Regions from separate parts of the Triticum aestivum genome. Here all the other regions are linked to region 2. A link is a contact called in public Hi-C data. All regions are on one chromosome and are shown on one strand. Each heading gives the region's core, a stretch centred on a gene start, on an enhancer-like site or on the middle of the called end of the contact. The rest is flanking DNA. Distances are from core to core; before and after follow the strand shown. Region 1 holds the start of LOC123121717 (junctophilin-4). Region 2 holds the start of LOC123121713 (thylakoidal processing peptidase 1, chloroplastic). Region 3 holds the start of LOC123121718 (protein diaphanous homolog 1).

Region 1 (3,052 bases), core at 405-2,904, 420 kb before region 2:
TAATGTGATTTGTTAGAGGTATAGATGTCAGTGTTATTAGTTTTAATATTTAGTTGCGCATGACTTATTGTTGTATCACTAACGAGTGTGCTAATTTGGACAGATGGCTTGCGGTTGGTGATAATACCATTTGTAAGAAGGAGCATCTCATTGTATTTTCTTGTTGCTTCTCTAGTACTATGATGCCTTGTTGTGTGAATTGTATGGATCTTTCTGGTATGGTTAAACATGTTATTAGTATTCCTATGTGTTTCAGAAAAAAAATCCAGTAAATCCTACGTGTTTCCAATAGTATTATGGGAAAGTTTGAGCACATTTGGACAAATGGACTAGGAGATAATGGCCAATTAGCCAAGCATATTCAAAATTAAATATTTTTCAAAAATTCTGGAAAAATACAGTAAATACTATATGTTTCCAGTAGTATTCTAGGAAAGTGGGAGCATATTTGGCCAGATGGACTATGAGAAAATGGCTATTTAGTTGAGCATATTCAAAATTTTGTTCAAAATTAAATATTTTAAAAAAATTCAGAAAAATTCCACTAAATCCTACATGTTTCCAGTAGCACTCGGGGATAGTTTGAGCCCATTTGGGCAAATGGACTAGAGGTATTGGCTATTTAGCTATTCAGATTCAAAATTTTGTTCAAAAAAATAATATTTTTTAAAAAATCCAGAAAAAAAATCAAGTAAATACTACTCCCTCCGTCTTAAAATTCTTGTCTTAGATTTGTCTAAATACGCAAATCTAAAAGTTGGCGAGCGCTCTTTACCACCGTCCTATTTTCCTCCCAAAGCCGCCATCCATCTGTACTCCACGAGCGTATACATTACTCGAAAGACCAGTCGTTTCACTCCCATATGGAGTATACAACAGAGAAGAAAGCGGCCGCTAAAAAGACAGCGAAAAAGCGAGAGCTCGACCGAGAAAACATCAGGACGCGACGGTTTTTTTAACCCCAAAAGTCCAGCGGTCAAAAAGGGGCAAGGCGGCCAGGGCACGCGTTGCCAGGAACCCCCAGCCGTTTCCAAGCTGGGCACGCCGTGCCGCACACGGCCACAGAGCCGTATCGCGCGCCAGTCCAGTTCGTTTTTGGCCCCGTCGCCGCGGCGCGGCCTCGACCACCGTTCTCTCCTCGCCCCGTCCGTCCACCGGAAAGCTCCCCCTCGCTCGCCCGCGCCCGCACATGCCAAGCCTTGGACGCACTCGCCTCAGCGCACCGCACCCTACGCTACTACTCCTTCCCCAGGGATTCAGATCCGAAACCGGCGGGCCCCGCCCACACTCACGCCCAAAGCGCTCCCCGGTCGGGTCCGGCCCGGTTTGATCCCAGCCGGGTAGTACGGCCCCAGCCCTCCGCGCGCAGGACCAATCAAACACCGGGAGTACAGACCCTGTCTTCTCTCCCTCCGCCCCGCGAAACACCCGGGTCGCGATCCCGCGGGATCCGTCAACGACCCACTGACCCCGGGCGCCACCAAGGGAGGGCGCCCCACATGGCAGTGTGCCCGCCCCACCGGGCCGGGCCGTGGGGCAGCAGGAGTTCGGAGGAGGATCCGCGGGTCGGAGGAGGTCGGCGCCCGCCCGCCCGCCCGAGCTGGTCACCTCCCCCCGGTAGTTATAAGAGACCCCTCAGCCCGCCTCCCCTCCCCTCCTCTCCTCTCTTCTCTCCGCTCCACCCACTCCCCCCTCTGCTCCCTCTCCCTCTCTGCTCCCCCCTCCCCTCCGATCTGCGTTCGCGGCCCCAGGGGCTCCCACACCGGCGACCGAGGAAGAAGAAGATCCGTCCGAAATTGAGGAACGGGACAGCGGCGGGGAGCGGCGGCGGCGAGCAATGGACGGCCACGGGGCCGGCGGCTCCGGCATAGGAGGCGCGGGCAAGCTCACGCGAACGCCCTCCTCGCTGCTGCGCTCCTCGACTGTGCGCAACTGCTCCTCCTTCCAGGCGGTCCTGGTCGAGGACCCCGAGCCCGACGACAAGAAGTCGCAGGCGCCGGCGCAGGGCAAGGCGCTGCACCCGCACGGCCTCCGCCCCGGCGGCCCGCCCCACCCGGCCCTCATCCTCGCGCTCCCCCTCGCCCTGCTCCTCCTCCTGCTCCTCCTCCGCGACGACCGCCACCTCCTCCTCCTCGCGGCCGCCGCCACCGCCGCGCTCGCCGCGGCGGCCGCGGCCGCGCGCCTCCTCCGCGGCCGCCTGCGGATGCGCCGCTCCCCGCAGTCCGGCTCCGTGCAGTGGTTCATCGGCGACGAGGACGACAGGCCGCACCACGCCCGCGACACCAAGAGCAGGACCGCCGCGCACGGCCGCGTGGTGCGGGAGGGCGTCGAGTTCTACAGCAATGGGGACTGCTACGAGGGGGAGTTCCACAAGGGCCGCTGCAACGGCAGCGGCGTCTACAACTTCTTCGGCAAGGGCAAGTACGAGGGGGACTGGGTGGACGGCAAGTACGACGGCTACGGCATCGAGAGCTGGGCGCGCGGCAGCCGCTACCGCGGCCAGTACCGCCAGGGCCTCCGCCACGGCCACGGGGTCTACCGCTTCTACAGCGGCGACTGCTACGCCGGCGAGTGGGCCGGCGGCCAGAGCCACGGCATCGGCGCGCAGACCTGCTCCGACGGGAGCTCCTATGTAGGGGAGTTCAAGTGCGGCGTCAAGCACGGCCTCGGCAGCTACCATTTCCGGTGAGCCTCTTGCCAGCGAAATTCCATGCTTTGATTTGGTCACACTGTTGTTTCCATATCCCAGCAACTGTTCGATTGCTTCATTAATAACTCCAACAACAACCTTACTGGTAATATATATCTTCACAGCAGTAATAATTCAAGCCTTACATCTTCATTCATTCACAGTAGTAATAATTTGAGCAACATCGGTGAGAAATTCATCCATTGGTTGCTAATGTCTAACGTTGTGTTGCAATTTGTTTCAGAAATGGCGATCGCTATGCCGGGGAGTACTTTGGGGACAAGATCCATGGCTTCGGTGTCTACCGCTTTGCCAATGGCCATTGCTACGAAGGCTCCTGGCATGAAGGCAAGAAGCAGGGGT
Region 2 (3,096 bases), core at 71-2,570:
GTTAAATTTTCGAGTCGCCATCGCCTTTCCATGGGCCATGGCAGCTTCAAACTGGCCACCGGGGGGAGGGTTCGGATGATTCTAAAAGAAAAAAAAAGGATTTGTTTTTTTTTTCCAAAGGATCTCGATCTTCGTCATTCTCCCCTGCGCTTCCTTTTGGTTTGCAAAATTATAAAAACCCGGAAACATGGGAAACAGAGTCTTTATACTTGACAAATCGTCATAATAACTGTTAATGTGCTTTTGGTAAAAAGAAAATCACAAAAACATAATCATCATGCCTGTCAGAATCATCGTAATTTATGAAGCGCCCTCTATATGTGGCCTCTCAGTCTTCAAATTTACGCCTCGGAGCCAACCTTTGAGGCGCACGTCATCCAACCCGATTGTTTGGCGCAAAGGGGATTTCACGTGGGAATCGAAGGGAGATCGAAGGAAACTGACGTTTCATTGACGAGTGAGTCCCATGACACGGATGCAACGAATACAAAGGCGTTGAGCTTGCACATCACGTTGACGGTCTTCGTATGCACGTGGAGCCCACTCCATATATACATTATGATGATGGTTCGGCTCTACTAGAGTTACTCTAATCAACTATTCACACTTTTCATATTTTTGCAGTTGTCTGCTTCACATACATTCGCTTTCTTACGTTTCTCGACCATGCATTCCATAGACTTCCTACAAAAAAGTGATGTAAAAAAAAAGCTCATATGCATTATGACTCTAAAGAGTTACTCGAATCAACTATTTACACTTTTCATATTTTGTAGTTGTCTGCTTTAAGTTGCATTGCTATCAAATTATTGTGTTTTCTTGCTTTCTTACGTTTCTCGACCATGCGATCTTGTAAAAAACCTCAATACACGATTGCAAAGACATCCATATTATTTCTTCTCGCGGTTTTGCATAGTGGAAATGTACCTTCCTAGAGTTATTAGAACCAAAATTTCGATATAGTAAGATTCAGTTAGTAATAAAGATCTGTTCGGCAATCAACCGCTTCGAGAAATACGAGAATCTGTGAAGCATCTTTTTCTCCACCCCGTGTTTTCAACTGAAGGTCGGGCCACTCCGGGAGCGGAGTCGTGCGGAGTGGCGAGACTCCGAACATGCCCCAAGTTTGCTCATTCCTCACTCTTTTCCTCTGTCGTTGAACCCATCTCCAATAGTAATTACCGGGAAAATTCTAAAAAATGCTTGGGGCCAGGGGATGTCCACCTCACCGTCAACAGTGAGCGCGCACGCGTCTATATACACCACCCGCCCGTCGGCTTCGCGCTTTCCCTCCCCCGCAACACCCACACCGCCGCCTACCCCATTGACCGCCCCCGTTGACCTCGCCCTCCGGCGAGGCCGACTCGCCGGGAGCTAACCCCCCCGCCGCCGCCGCCTGACCCCGCCGCACCTCCCCCGACCCAGCGCCGCCCGATCCACCGGCCTCTCCCCCGGCTCGCCGCGGCCTCGCCATCCCCCGCCCAGCCGCCCCGCCAGTCGAACCCCGCCGGTATGGTCTGCAATCAGTAGCCGATCGCGTCTCCCGTTGCTCGTTCTCCCCCGACCGCCCAATCCAGCTCTTCTTGGTAACACTACGGCTCCTCTGCTTGCTCGCCATGGCGATCCGCATCACCGTCTCCTACTCCGGCTACGTGGCGCAGAACCTCGCCGCGTCGCTCGGCCTCCGCTGCGGGTCCTCCGCCTCCGCCGGGTGCCGGTTCCTCCAGGAGGGATCCTGGCGCCCCTTCTGCATCTTCACCTCCTCTCGCCACCAGCCCGAGCGCCTCCGGGCCAGCGGCGGTGACGGCCATGACGCCGCCGACGACCACAACCACCCCAAGCCCCAGGCCCTCGCCGCCACCGCCGCTGCCGCCTCCGGAAGCCACTCTCTTTTCCCTTCGAGGACGTACTCTTCCTCCAAGCCGCCGCCGCCTCTCGCTGTGGGGTTGCTGTCGGTGCTCGCCCAGGGTTCGACGGCGGGGTCGTCGACGGCTGGAATCTCCGGCGCCGCGTCTCTGGCCGGCTCGTCGTCGATTTCGATCGGGCTGTTCAACCCGGCGCACCTCCTCCCGTTCTTGCAGACCGCGAGGTGGCTCCCCTGCAGCGACCTTGCCCCCTCGTCGTCTTCGGCGCCCTCGTCCCCTCCTCCCACGCCACCGCTGCCTTCGATCCGTCCCTCCAGGAAGACGTTCAGCGGTGTTCCAACCGCCGGAGCTTCTGCTTCTGCTTCTGGCGCAATTGCCCGGAACATCGGTGCTAGCGCCACAATGAGCAGGAGCAACTGGCTGTCCAAGTGGGTGAGCTCGTGCTCCGACGACGCCAAGACGGCCTTCGCCGCCGTGACCGTGCCGCTGCTCTACAGCTCCTCCCTTGCCGAGCCGAGGTCCATCCCGTCCAAGTCCATGTACCCGACCTTCGACGTCGGGGACCGTATTCTCGCCGAGAAGGTAAAACATTTTACGGAGGATTATCTGATGATTAGTTTGTCATTTTGCTCGCTCTACTTGGTTTTTGATATTTGTTGTAATAATGTGATCCACAGGTGTCATATGTGTTCCGGGAACCGGAAATCTTGGACATTGTGATCTTCCGTGCTCCCCCAGCTCTTCAGGTATGATGATTTCCAGTCTCTCCAATTCAGTGTTTCCATGATTCATACTGCCAGTGAATTTGATGCTAATTTGAGTACAATGTTATGGCAGGATATGGGCTACAGCTCCAGTGATGTGTTCATCAAGAGGGTTGTGGCCAAGGGAGGGGACTACGTCGAAGTAAGCTTTTATCCCAATGGTAGTGCCTTGTGTTTGTTTCTTTGCGTTGCTACCAGTAATTGCTGTGCTGCAAAAAGTTTGATCCTTTGCTCGAGCCGAGCTATAACAGTTGTTCGCTTGGTTCTTTGATAGGTGCGCGATGGCAAGTTACTGGTCAACGGGGTACTTCAAGATGAAGAATTTGTGCTGGAGGCACACAACTATGAGATGGAACCATTGGTATGTTTATCCTCTGTGTCTAGTCTCTAGTGTCTCTACCACTACGTATTTTGTATGCTGTGAGCTGTGTACATTATACTGTATGATCTTTGAACATTTAGGCTTT
Region 3 (3,103 bases), core at 162-2,661, 490 kb before region 2:
TATTTTCTTAGGGAATGCATTGACACAGTTCCTTACAGAAGTTGTATCTTCGATATGGACAAACCGCTCTATGTAATTCTATCATCCATTCTGATTTTGAGGCAAGTATACCAGTTATCTTTTTTCCTTCTAGCAAGGGACAATATACATGTTATGAAATTCTCCTTTGCCTTCCAGGTCAACCAAATAGGCATCTTTTTAACAATTGGAGGGAATTCATTTGTCAATAAAAAATAAATTTGTCACAGGGGATGTTGTCTTATTTCTTCTATGATGTGTTTGTATTTGAATTAAGAAAGCGTAAAATAATGAAAATTGTTCTATGTCTTATAAAAGTTAAAGAAATACGGATAATAATGCACTGACACATGGATGGATACCACAACCCTCCTAACTTTTCAAACGTTCAACTACTGGTTGGTTTTAAAAATATTTTTTTAGGTTGTCAATAACATATTATTTTGTTTGATAGTATGATGTGTGCTAGCTGATTGTAGAAAAAAAGATGGGCGCTAGCTGAGATGTGCATTGTTCTCGGTTATTTTAGCTCAGCGAGTAGCATATTTTTTAAAATGCTCGTGGCAACGCAGGGGTGTTCTACTAGTTTCTATAGAAAAAGTGATGCCATTTGATTGCAGAGGATGGAGCTGAGTCTAGGCTAATCCAATATATATTTTTCTTTGAAACGTGAAGGACTGATTCCTATGATAGGAATATATAAGAATCCGTTCCTACAAACTAAAGCAGTTCAAAGAAAATTTTCATTAAAAGCTGTATCCTGTAAAAAAAATGCGAGGGATCCTCTAATATTTCTACAAACCAAAGTAGGCCTAAATGTAAAAAAAAAATCTTTACACATTTATATTGTGGAACGGAAGGGATACTTTTGCTTACTACGCCTGTCACACATTGCGCCACATCACGCGGTACGTGTAATACAAACAAGAGTAGGAATTCTCTGGTGAACCCCCCAACCAACTGACCGGGGCCAGCCAGAGCCAGTCTATCGCGGCCACCTAATGACACGGACGCTGCACAAAACACGCAAAGACGGTGCAGTCACTAAACAAAAGCGCACTCGGTGGCTGCTGCACAAGTGTGCGTCCCAGTTGACGAGTGACCTGTGACGAAGGCGATGAGAGGCAAGCAAGGAAAAGAAATGTCAAGTGAGGTAGCCCGCCACATGTCCTCACATGCCCGGTTGGTTGGGAAAGCAAGGTGTGATTTGGCCTCGCAGCCAGAGCGTTAGGCAGCGTCACTGACGGCGATGCCCAAACGAAAATAGCCGCAGTAAAATACACTCCTACTCACAGCTCAAAAAAGAAATATCGTACCCTAACACGAATGCATATCCTGGCAAAAAATAGCACATGGCTCGGGCACTGAGCAAAGCAAAGAGGGAAAAAAAGGGAAGAGAAAGCTCCCCGTCAAAATCCGTCCGCATACTTGGCACCCACCTCAAGCACAAAACAAGGGGATAAATCCAAGGGGGGAGACGAGCTGAGGAAAAAAACCCTACTTAACCGACAGTCTCGCCGGCGGGAGGTAGAAGCGCGGCGCGTCCAGTCGTCCAGCGGCCTCCGCGCGCGCCCGCGGGTGGTCGCGGCGGCGGCGGCGGGGAGCTGGGGGTCGTGGGGGCGGAGTCAGATGCGCTCGGAATGGGGAAGCCCGTCGATGTCGAGCTCGGCGGCGCGGGAGGCCTCGCGATCGCCGGCGGAGGAGGAGGAGGAGGAGGGTGGGGGTGCGGCGCGGTCGGCCGCTCCGTCTCGTTCCGGTGCGTCTTCGTGCTCGCGCTCGCTGTCGGGGTCCTCGTCCCGGCGCTGTTCCTCCTCCTGCCCTCCCGCCCCGGGGGTTACCTTTCCAGCGACCCCGACGTTCTCGCCGGTGAGCTCTCCGCCTCCAGCCGCTTAAGTTCTACTTCCTCGTGGTTACTAGTAAAAGGGTTTGGTGATTCGTTGGTTTAGTTGGTCTACTATTGCGCGTGCGCGTGGGTGCAGTGACGAGTCAGTCGATTAGGACTTAGACGGCGGATCGACTAGATGGGACGACTGCGAGTTCATCACCTCTGGCTGCTGTTCGATGCTTCGATGCATCCGCCCTGGATCTAGGATTTGCACGATTTTACTACTCAACTTCGGTCGGCTGGTGCTCTGGGACAATTGGCTGTCTCTGGTTGGTGAACGATTAGCTGTCTATTTCTCTTCTTGTAATGAATTTCAGATTCTGGGTTCAGTTGAAACCTTACTTAGATAGTTTGAATTGCAAGTTCATATAGGTTTTGCTGTTATGTCCTGGGGTTTGAAGGCAATTGTTATGATTGATGCAACGTAAAAGTTATTCCTGGAAATGTCTGGTTAGAGCCTTAGAGGTCACTTGGACATGGCACTTGGTTTCCCGTATTTTTCTTTTGTATACAGCCTGTACCTGTATGATTTGCTCTTTCATGGGTTTTCTAACACACAGGGCGTAGAATTCTTGCCTTGTTTCTGTCAAAGTTAGATGTGTGATTTGTTTCCAGAGTACTTAATTGTCATGATAACAGGGGTCGTGGATTTATGAATTGCCTACTGCATAAGCTGGTGGTAGTGTGTACTGATGATTCCAGACGTGACTGCTGCGTTTACCTTACCCTGCCTGTATAAGATGCTCATTTAAATGGAGGCTTGCCATACATGTCATTGGCTTCGTTTATCACTGGCATTGCATGGTTGTGTTGGTTAGGCTATGGATTAATTACAAGTGTTCTTGTATTTTGCTATTAAGTGTTTACGTGAAGTGTTCTCGGGTGTGTGTTATGTTGTTGACATACCTACCATACTTATGCATGCCTATGAATTAGATAAGAAATTGTTCAGTGAATGATTGAAGGTATATTTTCTCTCTAGTTTAGGGAGGAACACATTCTTAAGCGTAAAATATGGTTATTGTTCTTTGGCCAGATCATAATTTTTTAATAGTTTGTATATTTGGGACCTGTTTGAAGTGTCTTGAGCAACCTCACATTCTCAAACTCGTCATATTTTTCATGACGATTTAATAGGGTTCTCACCTGTAACTAAACTCACACTGCCTATGCTAGCTGTTTGGATCCTGCCCTAGGCCT

What was found. A called contact is a pair of places that touch in the nucleus more often than the background predicts.
Region 1: a contact with region 2 is called in a Hi-C map of leaf, with 2.6 times the contacts expected there. The contact joins the promoter of LOC123121717 here to the promoter of LOC123121713 in region 2. A contact is called at or near these places in 2 of 5 Hi-C or Micro-C datasets (both in leaf).
Region 3: a contact with region 2 is called in a Hi-C map of leaf, with 3 times the contacts expected there. The contact joins the promoter of LOC123121718 here to the promoter of LOC123121713 in region 2. A contact is called at or near these places in 2 of 5 Hi-C or Micro-C datasets (both in leaf).

What each region holds. Positions count from the first base shown.
Region 1 is chr5D:354,402,046-354,405,097 of IWGSC CS RefSeq v2.1, reverse strand. It overlaps LOC123121717 (junctophilin-4), which reads left to right and starts at 1,654. Exons shown (of 3, transcript XM_044541738.1): 1 at 1,654-2,685; 2 at 2,934-3,052. The coding sequence starts at 1,838.
Region 2 is chr5D:353,984,011-353,987,106 of IWGSC CS RefSeq v2.1, reverse strand. It overlaps LOC123121713 (thylakoidal processing peptidase 1, chloroplastic), which reads left to right and starts at 1,320. Exons shown (of 6, transcript XR_006459825.1): 1 at 1,320-2,447; 2 at 2,543-2,611; 3 at 2,703-2,790; 4 at 2,904-2,990.
Region 3 is chr5D:354,478,228-354,481,330 of IWGSC CS RefSeq v2.1, reverse strand. It overlaps LOC123121718 (protein diaphanous homolog 1), which reads left to right and starts at 1,411. Exons shown (of 5, transcript XM_044541740.1): 1 at 1,411-1,884. The coding sequence starts at 1,659.